3 separate regions of the Mus musculus genome follow, and regions 1 and 3 are each linked to region 2. Evidence: chromatin contacts called from public ChIA-PET and Hi-C data. All regions are on one chromosome and are shown on one strand. The core of a region is the stretch at or near the end of the contact, and the rest is flanking DNA. Distances in the headings are between cores, read along the strand shown.

Region 1 (4,031 bases), core at 1,108-3,607, 59 kb after region 2:
AGTCTGGAGCTACATAGCTTTGCCACGTCTCTGCATCTCACCGAAAAAACAAATAAAAATGAGGGGGCAGAGATGCAACTTAGTGATAGGATGTTTGCCTGGCTTACTTGAGGGTCTTGGATAGGTTTAGAATATCCAAGCACCATAAAGCAGACAACCAAAAAATGGGTGAAAAACAAGGAAAAGAAAAGAGATGCTTTATGGCTAGTAAATTAACTGTTATGGCAAAAGTGAATACAAGCTTTTATTTAATGTTTTGAGAGAAATATGTGGGATTTTTTTTTTATAGCTTTGGTCATGAATGAGAAAGTTTGAAAGCAGATTTTAACTTTCCTAATGTGGCATTTTGCTGTATTCTTTTAACGTTAGTGATTACTGTCAATAAATGCAATAAACTACTTGTCTCTTTATTATTTCAACTTATACTTTAGCTTTTCAACGATCTGTTTAAGAATAATGCAAACCGCGCTGAGAACACAGAGCGAAAGCAAAATCAGAACTACTTCATGGAGGTGATGACTGTGGACGGAGTCTATGATTACCTGATGTATGTAGGTAAGGCTTAATGGTCCACGTTGTTCTTTGTTAGTCTGCCTCATGATTCAGATACAGCCTGCCTCAACTTTGTGAAAGAAATTCTTTTCACCGATTTACTACATTGGCCTTGAACATGACCACTGTTACTTTTATTCATTGATCATTCTGAGTGACAACAGATTTCAGTTGATTCTTAATTGGTCTTCCTCAGGGCGAGTAGTTTTTCAAGTCCCAGACTGGCTTCATCATCTTCTAATGGGAACTCGAATCCTCTTTAAGAACACCCTGGAAATGTACACAGACTACTACCTCCAGTGCAAGCTGGAGCAGCTGTTTCAGGAGCACCGGCTGGTCTCCCTCATCACCCTTCTCAGAGGTTCGTATGACCATGTCTGTATCATGGTCTACCTTTGTGTTTTTTTTTTTCCAGGTATTTTTAAACCAGCATTTTTATTACTAGAATATACTTGCGTATAAATTGGAGAATAATTGTATACATTTCCTGTACTCATTTTTAGATGCTATATTTTGTGAAAATACTGAACCTCGCTCTCTCCAAGATAAGCAAAAAGGAGCAAAACAGACTTTTGAAGAAATGATGAATTACATTCCAGGTATGATATTTAAATAACTCAATTGTATATAGATTGGCACCACTTTGAAGTTGCAGTATAATTATTGAAACTAATTGTTATTGTTAGTTTTTATTTTAGAAATAATATAACTCATTAGAAAACGTAATTTGGCCAGGCAGTGGTGGCACATGCCTTTAATCCTAGCACTTGGGAGGCAGAGGCAGGTGGATATCTGAGTTCAAGGCCAGCCTGGTCTACAGAGTGAGTTCCAGGACAGCCAGGACTATAGAGAGAAACCCTGTCTCGAAAAAAAAAAAAAAAAAAGAAAATTAAAGAAAAGAAAAGAGAAGAAAAGAAAAGGTAACTTGTCCGTTTGTTGATACTACTAATACTGTCTGTTTGAGATAGATTCTTGAGCTGTAGCACAGACTAGCCTTGATCTTGCAACAGTTCTTTTGCTTCAGTCTTTGTAGTGCTGGTGTTACCTGTAGGAGACTTTAGGCTCACCCCTAAAATTTAGGACACGGGTTTTTCTACTCACACACTAATCAGGGCTTTATGATTTGTCTGCTGTGTGACCCTAGCTGGCTTGGAGCTTACTGTGTAGACCAGGTTGGTCTCAAATTTGCATTTATCCTCCTGCTTCTGCTTCCCAAATGGTGAGATTAGAGCTGTCCAGCATATCTGGTCATAGACATCTTTTCTGTATGGTTTTATGTGTCTATATAAAGAGGGAGTTTAAATCCTGTTGTTTGGGGTGCTGAGGGACAGCTCGGTTGTTGAGCACATGCTGTTGTTGCAGAGACCATCACATTAGTTAGTGGCTTAGAGTTGCCTGTAACTCCCACCTCTCTGGCCTCTGTGGGCACTTACACTCAGGTGCACATCTCTCTTCACAAACACAACACATCATTCAAAATACATAGTTTAAAAATTGGTTTTGTTTTACCCTGATGTATAATAAAATATGTTTTCTAAGTCTCTTTTATCACTTAGTGGTAGTTGGTTTATATACTATAGTATATCCTGTGCATTGTGAACTTCTGAAAGGGGGATTAATAATAACTACTACTTTTTTTTTTTTTTTTTTTGACCCGACCATGAGACTTGTTTCTAGGAGGTTCTTGTAGAAACTGGTTTGAGAAATACTGACTTGGAGCTTTTATGTGGTGTCTGTGAACAGAGGAGGCATGTGGCTTTTAAGAGGCGGTTGGTGGTGAGTCACTGTGAGCTGTTTCATATGTGGCTTTCCTGTTTAGATCTGATAGTCAAGTGTATCGGTGAAGAAACCAAGTACGAAAGCATCAGACTCCTGTTTGATGGCCTGCAGCAGCCAGTGCTCAACAAGCAGGTAAGGGAGGTGGTGGGCGTTGGTGTGGCTGCTGAGCAGCGGGATGTCTGGTTTATTACCTGTGTGAGTCACTACACGACATCTAGCCCATCATTAAAATAATCTAAACGTTCAGATGGGAAAATCTGTATGTACTGTTTCTGCTGGTTCTCTTACTTCTTTGTGATATGCATGGTTGCTTAAAGTTAATATATCTTCTACCAGAAAATTTTAGATGTTTAGAAAATTTCTGACATAGTATAAACATTTTGCTAATTTAAGTCAAAGAATACCAGTTAACATTTTTATATATATAGTCGCTATATATTTTGTTGAAATGTTAATATAATATCAGTTTCATACTTGTTTATTTAAAATTTGTTCAAAACAATTTACATAGAATGGGTGAAGCATAGTAATGCCAGTTATTTTATTCACAAAGGTCTCTACTATGCATGTAAGGATGGAGCATTGTCGGTGGTGTTAGAGACACCTTTTTGCGTGTTTTGCATTGCCGTTACGTTTCCCGCTGACTTGCGTAGAGATTTACCGTGGTCCTGGCTCCCGTGCCTGTAACTTTTCTGTCTAGTTCCTTACATTTTGTTACATGTCTTTGTGCTGCAGCTGACCTATGTGTTGCTGGACATTGTGATACAGGAGCTGTTTCCAGAGCTAAATAAGGTAACTGGGAAGCAGGAATTTCTTCATTCTCCTTTGGAAAGTATATGGACATTTAACCAGAGATGAAAATGGTAGTAAGCCATTGTGACTGCAACCATTTGAAAGCTGAACAGCTTGACACAAGTGGCCTTTTGTAGTGTCCTCATCTAACACGACTGTCCAGACGTAGACTAGATTTGAGGTAACAGACCCTGGCCAGTCTCTGCCTTCAAGTTCTTAGTTCCTCCTTACCATACAAGCAGATAAGGGCCCTTTACTGTGCTTTCAGCTGAATATGTGACTAATCTTATCATCAGAATGGGCCTAGCTGTTCAGATTATCATCTGCAACATTTTCTGCTATATAAATCAGAGACGAATGTTTTTTCAACATGGATCTGTGAGTCCAAGAACACAAAATGATTTGGAGTTAGAGCATGGTGTTCTTACTATATTTAATATTGAGGATGTTGAACTTTTCTTCTTTCTAAATACAATTTAAAATTTTGTTCTTCGAACATTTCATGCACGTATACCGTGTACTTATCCATCTACCCTTTAATGGCCTAACTCCCTCTGGACCCCCTCTCTCTAATCTCCCTCCCAATTTCCTTTGCTCTAAAATAACCCACTGAGCCCAGTTAGTGTGGCCTTTATGTGCATAGGTGTGGGGGCGTCCACTGAAGCATGAGCAGCCTACCAGTGGCTACCCTCTTAAAAGGACCGTGCTCTCTCCTCTCAGATAGACAGCCATCAACTGAGCCCACCCCCATGTATCCTAGAAGTTCTGCTGTGTGTGTGGTTTTTAACTTTTTTTTTAATTGATGATTGTGTATTTGTGCACCCATCTGCATACATATATAAACACACCACGATGCAAGTGTGAAGCTCACAGGAAAACCTGCTGGATTGGTTCTCTCCTTCTACTAT
Region 2 (3,987 bases), core at 1,304-3,803:
GTTTGATGTCTACGGGCCTTTAGATGGACTATTATAGTTTGTAAACATGTCTAGTACAGACAAATGCATCATTTTTCAAAATACATTTGCTGAGCATTATGACTCATGCATGTAATCTTAGTACTTGAGGCTGAGGCAGTGTGAATTGTCAAGAGTTCGAGACCTGCCCGCAGCATGAGGCTCCTTCAAAAATCTCAGTGCTCTGCGTTTGCAGTCCAAGGCACTACTATTATTTAGTGCATGTGTATTTTATATTTTCTCCCAGTTAGGCTAAAAAAATTAGTTTTTTTCTTTATATTTTATACTTAACAGTACACATTTCACATGGTCAGAGACTAACAAAATACAATGCTTAGAATTTTTAAGTGGGGCAGCTGGAGGTGGGGAGTAGCAAACCTCTGGAGTTCAGTGTGATTTCATATTTTCACCTTGACCAGTGGATTAGTTGTAATTTTCATTTTTTTCAAACCTAAAACTGTACAAAGTAAGCACCATTCACCCAACTCAATCTTTACAATTAAATCCATCAGAGATGAGAGTGCAGGAGCTGAAGCAAATCCAGTTCATAGTATTAGGCAAGACAGCGTTTTCTTTTCCCCTTTCTCGTGTAGCCCTGATTGTTCTAGAATTCATTCTGAAGACAAACTCGGAGATCCACACCTGCTCCTGCCCTCCATTGATGGGATCAAAGGCGTGTACCATCATTGCCTGGCAGAATTTCATAAACAGGATCGATTGAGGAAATGTCATAGCTGTTCTAGGGAGCTTAATATAAGTTAGAAAACTTCATAAGTGTAAAGTGGATAGTAAACTTTAAGAGTGAAGAAACATTTAGAAGTTAATTTTCATGGGTGAAGTCATAGCAGTGGGGTCTTGTGGAAAGATATTTAGTTAAGTTGTGCACTGATAACAATTTATGAGACAGTTAAGTCCTCATTACAACCAAAAATCCTGTTAGGGAAGAAATTCACTCTAAAACCAATATAGACAAATTGCCTAGTTCATTTTAAGTTCTGCAAAGGAATTAGACAAATGTTTCAAAGGTGTCTAATTTGAGCAGAAATGAAAAACAATCTATTAAAGGTACACTATCTTGGTTAACAAGTTCAGAAACTTAGAAGCAAAGCAATACAAAATGCAAGACAAATGACTAACCAGTTTAAATCACTTAGATTCACACTAGGCATTTTACGGTGCATGAAGATTAACATACACTTAATCCAAACGGTTTCTATTTCATTATTAGCCCCAGTCTATTTCAGTAAGGGAAGGCTATTTTGCAAATCTCGGTATCAAACCCTACACGTTTGGTAAACATTATTACTGGGTTACAGCCCTTTGGTCCTGTGATTTGTTTGAGAGTGTGTATTTGCTGTGTCCAGACTACTGATCCCTGTTGGGATTTACCGTGCTCTTTGTGGAGTTAACAGTGTAAAATTACAAAAGTGAATGTTAAGTGTGTACCTTGAAACTTCACATGAGTATATAAAGAATATATATATATAAAGAATTTGGTGACAGATGCACACTTCATGAGTGGAAATGTTACTGTCATCTAAAGATACTGCTAGTGTGTATTTAATGTTCTTTGGTACACGTTGTATTAAAGTTGGTTCTGAAGAAATTAGGAATACATGTAAATTTAAGGACAAAGACCTGAATTTCTAACAGCTGTAATGGGAAGAAAGGATGGTACATCCTGTAAAGGAAATGAGCCACTAAGGATCACCCACCTTTTCAGAATATTGAAAATATTAATGAAGCTGCACATACACTTGAGAAAACAAGGAGTTCTGTTTCCCTGTCTAGGGGAGAGAGGTGGCTTGATGGAAACTGCCAGTGTCAGAATAGCATGAAATTCTGTTTTCGCTAAGAAGCGATCCCGAGCAGGATCTTGCTTGTCTCAGCGATGTGATTATGCTGTAGTTGAAACTAGAATAGCTTACGCTCTAAGGGTAATGTTTGTAGGGTAAATTCAAACGCTTTACATGCCTGAGTTTTAGCTCCTACAAAATGCTGAATGAAATTCTAAAAGGGACTATCCAGATTCCAAGCCTGCTGTCGTCACACGCTGGGTTATGGTTAAGATCGCGGGGTGAGGTGACTCCCTCGTTGTTGGTTACGTGGCTAACATGACTTTCTTTCGGAGGTGGATTGCGGGTGGGTGGCGGGCGGGTAGGTTGTCATACGCCCCAGCTTGATCCCCTTTTAAAAAGCGGACTTGAAGGCGTCCTTTCCTCCTCTCCCTTAGGTGTGGCAACGAGAATCCGAGAGGTTGAGGCGGCAGGGTCCGCTGTATGGACTACATTTCCCAGAGGGCTCCAGGAGCCGCACGCGGCTGCTGTGCAATTAGCTTTCCCACACTCTTCTGCCAGTCTGCATTCTAGGTTTCCCTGGACTTCCGGATAAGGAAAGTGGGTGGCCGCGCCAGAACGTCAGTCCGAGCGCTCCCCAGTCCTCCCGCGGGATGGTGGCGGCGGCCTTGGGGCGGCCTTGCGTGTGGTTGGGGCGTTGGTTGCGCACGCGCGGCGAGGGTTGCGGGGCGGGGCCTTGTGCGGCTGAGTCTAGCTGTGAAGCTGGGTGGTGGGTGGCAATGTGGCTCCGCCGCCGGGGTTTGGGGGTGCCCTCCGCCTCTGCCTCTGAGGGCGGCACGTCCTCCCCTGCGTGGACTGAGATGGGGTCTTGGGTGCGGACGATCTGCGGGAGGCTGAAGCAGCGGCTGCGGCTGGACGTGGGGCGCGAGATTTGCCGTCAGTATCCGCTGTTCTGCTTTCTGCTGCTCTGCCTCAGCGTCGCCTCGCTGCTCCTCAACAGGTACCTGCTGTTGGCCCCGCGGCGGCCGCTCGAGAGCCCGCAGGCTGCTGGGCGGCGGGCAGGAGCGCACTCTGCACCGCGGTCTCGGGAAGGGCGGCCCAGGTTGCTCCCGGATATGCGGACGGGTGCGGGCCCGGGACCACGCAGCCTTCGTGGTTACCTGGCTCTCAACCTCTCCTTTTTGACCATTTCTCAATGACGAGCCTTTATCGTCTGTTTTACAATTACAATCTGTAATGCCACCTCAGTTCAGTAAAGGTGATCGGAGGGAGGTGGCTTCAAGGTTCTGTCGCAGCCTCTCCTCTTGGGGAAGCCTTCTCTCGCAACAGTACGCCCTCACACCGGCACACACCTTTGCAACCACAATTTCGTCTCTTTAAAATACTGGTTTTTGACCCAAAGTCAGAAAGCAGTGTAGTACCCATCGCAACTCTACAATATTCTGGTTTTTCTTTTTTTTCAAGATCTGTAGTTAAATTGACATTTTGAGGTCAGAAGTCTCCGCCCCTGAAGCTTGTTGTGTTTTATATTTCCAGAAGTAGTATGGGTGCAGTGATAGTAGAAAAGATGTGTACTTAAAAACATCGTCACATTCTTTTCTCTGTTTTGAACAAGCAGTCGCCTTTTATTTTGAAGTAATTCATTTGCAAGAATAACAGTGAGAAACATACACAAGAGATTTGACTTAGTAGTTTCACTAAGGCTATTTCCTGTGATTCTGACAACAGTTTTGTTGTTTTCCTTCATTTCTCGCTCTCTCTCTCTCTCTCTCTCTCTCTCTCTCGTTTCTGCCATCTTGGTGGCTTTGTAGAATTGGGGCTTAAGCGATAGATTAACAGATAGTAATTACTATGAATTACTGTCTTACAGAAAAAGTGCCCGGCTTGTGATGATGAGGTGCTTGATTGTAGGGCTGTGGGAGAAGTGAGTTCCTTTAACAGCAGACATTACTAGTTACTTAATACAGTTCTGTCCTCTGAAAGGTGTTTCAAGCTGGACTAGCAAAGCCGAGCAAAATGTAAACTATAGGATGTGAGTTTTGTCCTCAACTTTCTTCGATGGAAACTGACTAAAGTATAATTCTTCTCTAAGGTGCATCAGCCATGTGTTGGGGACAGATTGAACTAGCAATTCTGAGGTCACCAAAGTAGGAAGTCATAGAATGTAATGTGA
Region 3 (3,656 bases), core at 248-2,747, 35 kb after region 2:
CCCCTTCCCCCTTTCCCCTTCCCCCTTCCCCCTTTCCCCTTCCCCTTCCCCCTTCCCCTTTTCTCTTTCCCCTTCCCCCTCTCCCCCTTCCCCCTTTCCCCTTTCCCCTTTCCCCCTTCCTCCTTCCCCCTCTCCCCCTTCCCCCTTCCCCTTTCCCCTTTCCTTTTTTCTTTCTTTTCTACCTACCTACCTACCTACCTACCTACCTACCTACCTACCTACCTATCTACCTATCTACCTACTTATCTACCTACCTACCTACCTACCTACCTACCTACCTACCTACCTACATGGTTTCATAGTACAGCCTGTAGCTGACCTGGAACTTGCTGTGTAGATCAGGCTGGCCTTGAACTAAGATCCAATTTTTTCTGCCTCTCCAGTGCTGGGGTTAAAGGCGTGCGCTACCATGTCCATCCCCATAGTTTCATTTCCGTGGGGTCTTTAGTTAGTTAAGTGCTTGACAATGAGGAACTTGTGCGGGTCACTGATTACAGAATTATTATTATTAATTATTATTATTAATTATTATTACTTCTGTCTCCAGGTCCCTGACATTACTCATAAGAGAGATTCTGTCTGGTTCTGTGCTTCTTCCTTCTTTGGATTTCCTAGCTGATCCAGTAAGATTACATTTTTTCTTTTCTTTTTCTTTCTTTCTTTCTTTTTTATAAAATACTCTTGAATTACTGTTTAGCCATTTTGTGTGTATAGTACATTGTTTTGAAACATGTGCTTATTTGAGTGACCATCATCATCACCTTCCAAAGTGTTGGTCTTAACAAAACGAAAATCCTGTAAATTCTACACCCATAAACAGTAATTCCTTGGCAGAGGAATGTTTTAGTAGTCCTTTCCTTGCCAAGTCTCAGTAGTAATCCATTCTATGTGTGTGTCACATTTTGCTTATTTATTTGTTCTTGGATGGACACTTTCAACAGTTCTGACTGGTTTGATTGTAGTTCTTTAGGAGTCCCTCTGTAACACACAGATACAGATATTTAGCCAGTCACTGTGCTGTTTATTTTTCTAGCAAACTTGATAATGTGAAAGTTCTGAGAATTTTTGGCAGAACATGACAGTGGGTTATTCTGACCTGTGCTTCTTACGTCCCATTAGGATACTGTCAATCATTTGCTTATCATCTTCATAGACGACAGCCCTGTGAGTATTGAGCGTACTGCGTGCGACACTTGGAACTGCTTTGTTTGAACTGTATGTACCAACTCTAGTGCGAATTTTACTGAATTGATAATTCTGTTTCTTCCAAGCCTGAAAAAGCAACTGAACCAGCTTCCCCTTTGGTTCCATTCCTGCAGAAATTTGCAGAACCTAGAAATAAAAAGCCATCCGTGAGTGTTTTCAGCATTAATGTTTTGGAGATAACAGTTTTAAAATACATTCATGTATCTTTCACTTACTCTTCCTCTCATGTTGCGACAAGGTGCTGAAGTTAGAGCTGAAACAAATCAGAGAACAGCAGGACCTTTTGTTCCGCTTTATGAACTTCCTGAAACAAGAAGGGGCCGTGCACGTCCTGCAGTTCTGTCTGACAGTCGGTGAGGCTTCCTCTGCGTGTCACCAGTGACGTCACCATGCTTGCTAGTGCTGTGGCTGTTTAGAGCAGATCTGCTGTCCAGACGACATTTCATGCTAGATATCTCGGGTGACTGAGCTTCTCCAGCTGTCTAGTCCTTTCTAGGTGGGGCATGACCGTAACATTGCCTGCAGTCAGATTCTAGTAGCAGAAAAGAATCTCTAAAAATCCAGTGTGGTGGTGCTGTGTGAAAGATCTCACAGTCCAAATCAGCACCGCTCGGCCAGCATTCTGTTAGGAGTGCCAAGCTGGAATATCACGGCGCGTTGGATCTGTGAGAAACTTTCCGAGCTGGATTGTCATTATTACTTAGTGAGCAATCAGATTTTACAATCTTGACAGATCTTTGGTATGAGAAACTAATCTAATATGTTCTTTATAGAAAATATTACAAATATGCTTACTAGTCTGTTGTAGCAAATTTGTATTGCTAGCCATGTTTATATATTTTATATTAACATAAAAATCTTGTTGAATTTGGGTTTTTGTTTGTTTTTTTTTGTATCTGTTGTTTTTGTTGTTTTTTGTTTGTTTTTTTGTTTTTTTTCAAGACAGAGTTTCTCTGTGTAGTCCCGGCTGTCCTGGAACTCACTCTGTAGACCAGGCTGGCCTCGAACTCAGAAATCCGCCTGCCTCTGCCTCCCGAGTGCTGGGATTAAAGGCTTGCGCCACCCCTACCTGGCTGAATTTGTTTTTAATTTGAGTATTCTACTCTCAAGTCCTTTTCTAAAAGTTTAAAATAATAATTTGATTATATTTTCTGCTTCTAGTTAGAATAAGAGCGTGAAGTTTTCATGAAAGCATTTATATTAACTTTTTTTCTTAATCTCTCTCTAATTTGTTAGAGGAATTTAATGATAGAATTTTGCGTCCAGAGTTATCAAATGATGAAATGCTATCTCTCCATGAAGAATTGCAGAAGATTTATAAGACCTACTGCTTGGATGAAAGCATTGACAAAATTCGCTTTGATCCCTTCATTGTCGAAGAGATTCAAAGAAGTAAGTCAGAGCGGATAGTGCATGGGTGGTCGGCATTGTTCCCGTCTGCTGCGTTTTCTTCGTGTCTCTTATTCTACTTTAAAAAAAGATTAATTTATACAGTTGTTTGTTTGAGGGAGGAGCCTCTCACTATGTGTCCCTGGGTAGCTTGGAGTTCACTTTATAGACCAGGTTGATCTCAAACTCAGAGACTTGTCCATCTCTGCTTCCCCAGTGCTGGGATTAAAAGCATGAGTCACCACTCCTGGCACTTTTTATTGCTTGAATAATTATTTTCAAGTGCGTGCGTGCGTGCGTGTGTGTGTGTGTGTGTGTGTGTGTGTGTGTGTGTGTGTGTGTGTGTTCGAGTGTGTACATGTGCCCAGGTGCCCTTGAAGGGCAGAGGCTTTAGAGCCCTCTAGTGCTGACGGTTGTGAGCTGCCAACATGGGTTTTGGTAACTGAACTCTGGTCCTTTGCAAGAGCAGTTACCAAGCGCACTCTTGAGCGCTTCACGTATTTTTTAGTCATTCCAGCAGCAGTTAAGATGCTTTAAAAAATACTTAGGACCTTTTATTAACTTTCTTAGTTAAGACTTTTTTTTTTTTTTTTACATATTTTACTGACAAGATTAAAGCTTTGAGAAAGAGAAGTGTTCACTATAAATATAACTGAGGCAGGCATGAAGGTGGATGCCTGTAATCTTAGCCCTTGGAGGTGGAGGCAGGAAGATCATGGGTTCAAGGACAGCCTATCCTACAAGGAAATTCCACTTGAGTCTGGCTGCTTAGTGGGACCCTGACACTCAAAAGAGTCCATAAGATAAAACAACTCACATAACTAATGTTTCTCAGAGCTGGAGGTAAATCTTTCTCATTTCCCATTCTAGTGAGATTTCTTCTGTAGGAGTTTCTATTAAACATAGTTTGTATGTTCATTTCACATAGTGAAATTTAAATGAATATGTTACCTTTCTGTTACTCAGCAATAACTTGTACAATTGGGTTGTTTTAAATAGTTGCTGAAGGCCCATACATAGATGTTGTGAAGCTGCAAACTATGAGGTGTCTTTTTGAAGCA

The links. A called contact is a pair of places that touch in the nucleus more often than the background predicts. ChIA-PET counts read pairs in DNA pulled down with a chosen protein or histone mark.
Region 1: a contact with region 2 is called in an RNA polymerase II ChIA-PET map of memory CD8 T cells, with 571 read pairs. The contact joins the enhancer-like site here to the promoter of Snx14 in region 2. A contact is called at or near these places in 7 of 39 promoter capture datasets (the 3T3-L1 cell line, the C10 cell line, the HPC-7 cell line and 3 more), 1 of 15 datasets of contacts at CTCF or cohesin (CD8 T cells), 4 of 484 Hi-C or Micro-C datasets (CD4 T cells, CD8 T cells, granulocyte-monocyte progenitors and 1 more), 6 of 115 datasets of contacts at active chromatin or transcription factors (CD8 T cells, the SCID.adh cell line, bone marrow-derived macrophages and 2 more) and 2 of 9 other capture datasets (adipose tissue and liver).
Region 3: a Hi-C map of pre-megakaryocyte-erythroid progenitors shows a contact between it and region 2, with 1.6 times the contacts expected there. The contact joins the enhancer-like site here to the promoter of Snx14 in region 2. A contact is called at or near these places in 6 of 39 promoter capture datasets (the C10 cell line, the HPC-7 cell line, hematopoietic stem and progenitor cells and 2 more), 10 of 484 Hi-C or Micro-C datasets (the G1E-ER4 cell line, LSK cells, bone marrow-derived macrophages and 7 more), 5 of 115 datasets of contacts at active chromatin or transcription factors (the HPC-7 cell line, the SCID.adh cell line and embryonic stem cells) and 2 of 9 other capture datasets (adipose tissue and liver).

What each region holds. Positions count from the first base shown.
Region 1 is chr9:88,378,602-88,382,632 of GRCm38.p6, reverse strand. Snx14 (sorting nexin 14) reads left to right here. Exons shown (of 29, transcript NM_001359958.2): 24 at 432-555; 25 at 749-913; 26 at 1,056-1,151; 27 at 2,372-2,463; 28 at 3,067-3,123. Among named protein-coding and RNA genes, the nearest start is that of Nt5e, 53 kb to the right of the region's middle. Within about 2 kb of position 2,357, at least 95 of the 459 cell types and tissues checked have an H3K27ac peak or open chromatin away from gene starts, as enhancers often do. A contact at or near this core is called in CD8 T cells, the HPC-7 cell line, the SCID.adh cell line and 4 more, where this site is marked.
Region 2 is chr9:88,437,495-88,441,481 of GRCm38.p6, reverse strand. It overlaps Snx14 (sorting nexin 14), which reads left to right and starts at 2,553. Exons shown (of 29, transcript NM_001359958.2): 1 at 2,553-2,814. The coding sequence starts at 2,675.
Region 3 is chr9:88,402,207-88,405,862 of GRCm38.p6, reverse strand. It overlaps Snx14 (sorting nexin 14), which reads left to right. Exons shown (of 29, transcript NM_001359958.2): 9 at 548-623; 10 at 1,120-1,164; 11 at 1,272-1,352; 12 at 1,445-1,559; 13 at 2,443-2,598; 14 at 3,595-3,656. Among named protein-coding and RNA genes, the nearest start is that of Snx14, 35 kb to the left of the region's middle. Within about 2 kb of position 1,497, at least 83 of the 459 cell types and tissues checked have an H3K27ac peak or open chromatin away from gene starts, as enhancers often do. A contact at or near this core is called in the HPC-7 cell line, bone marrow-derived macrophages, conventional dendritic cells and 5 more, where this site is marked.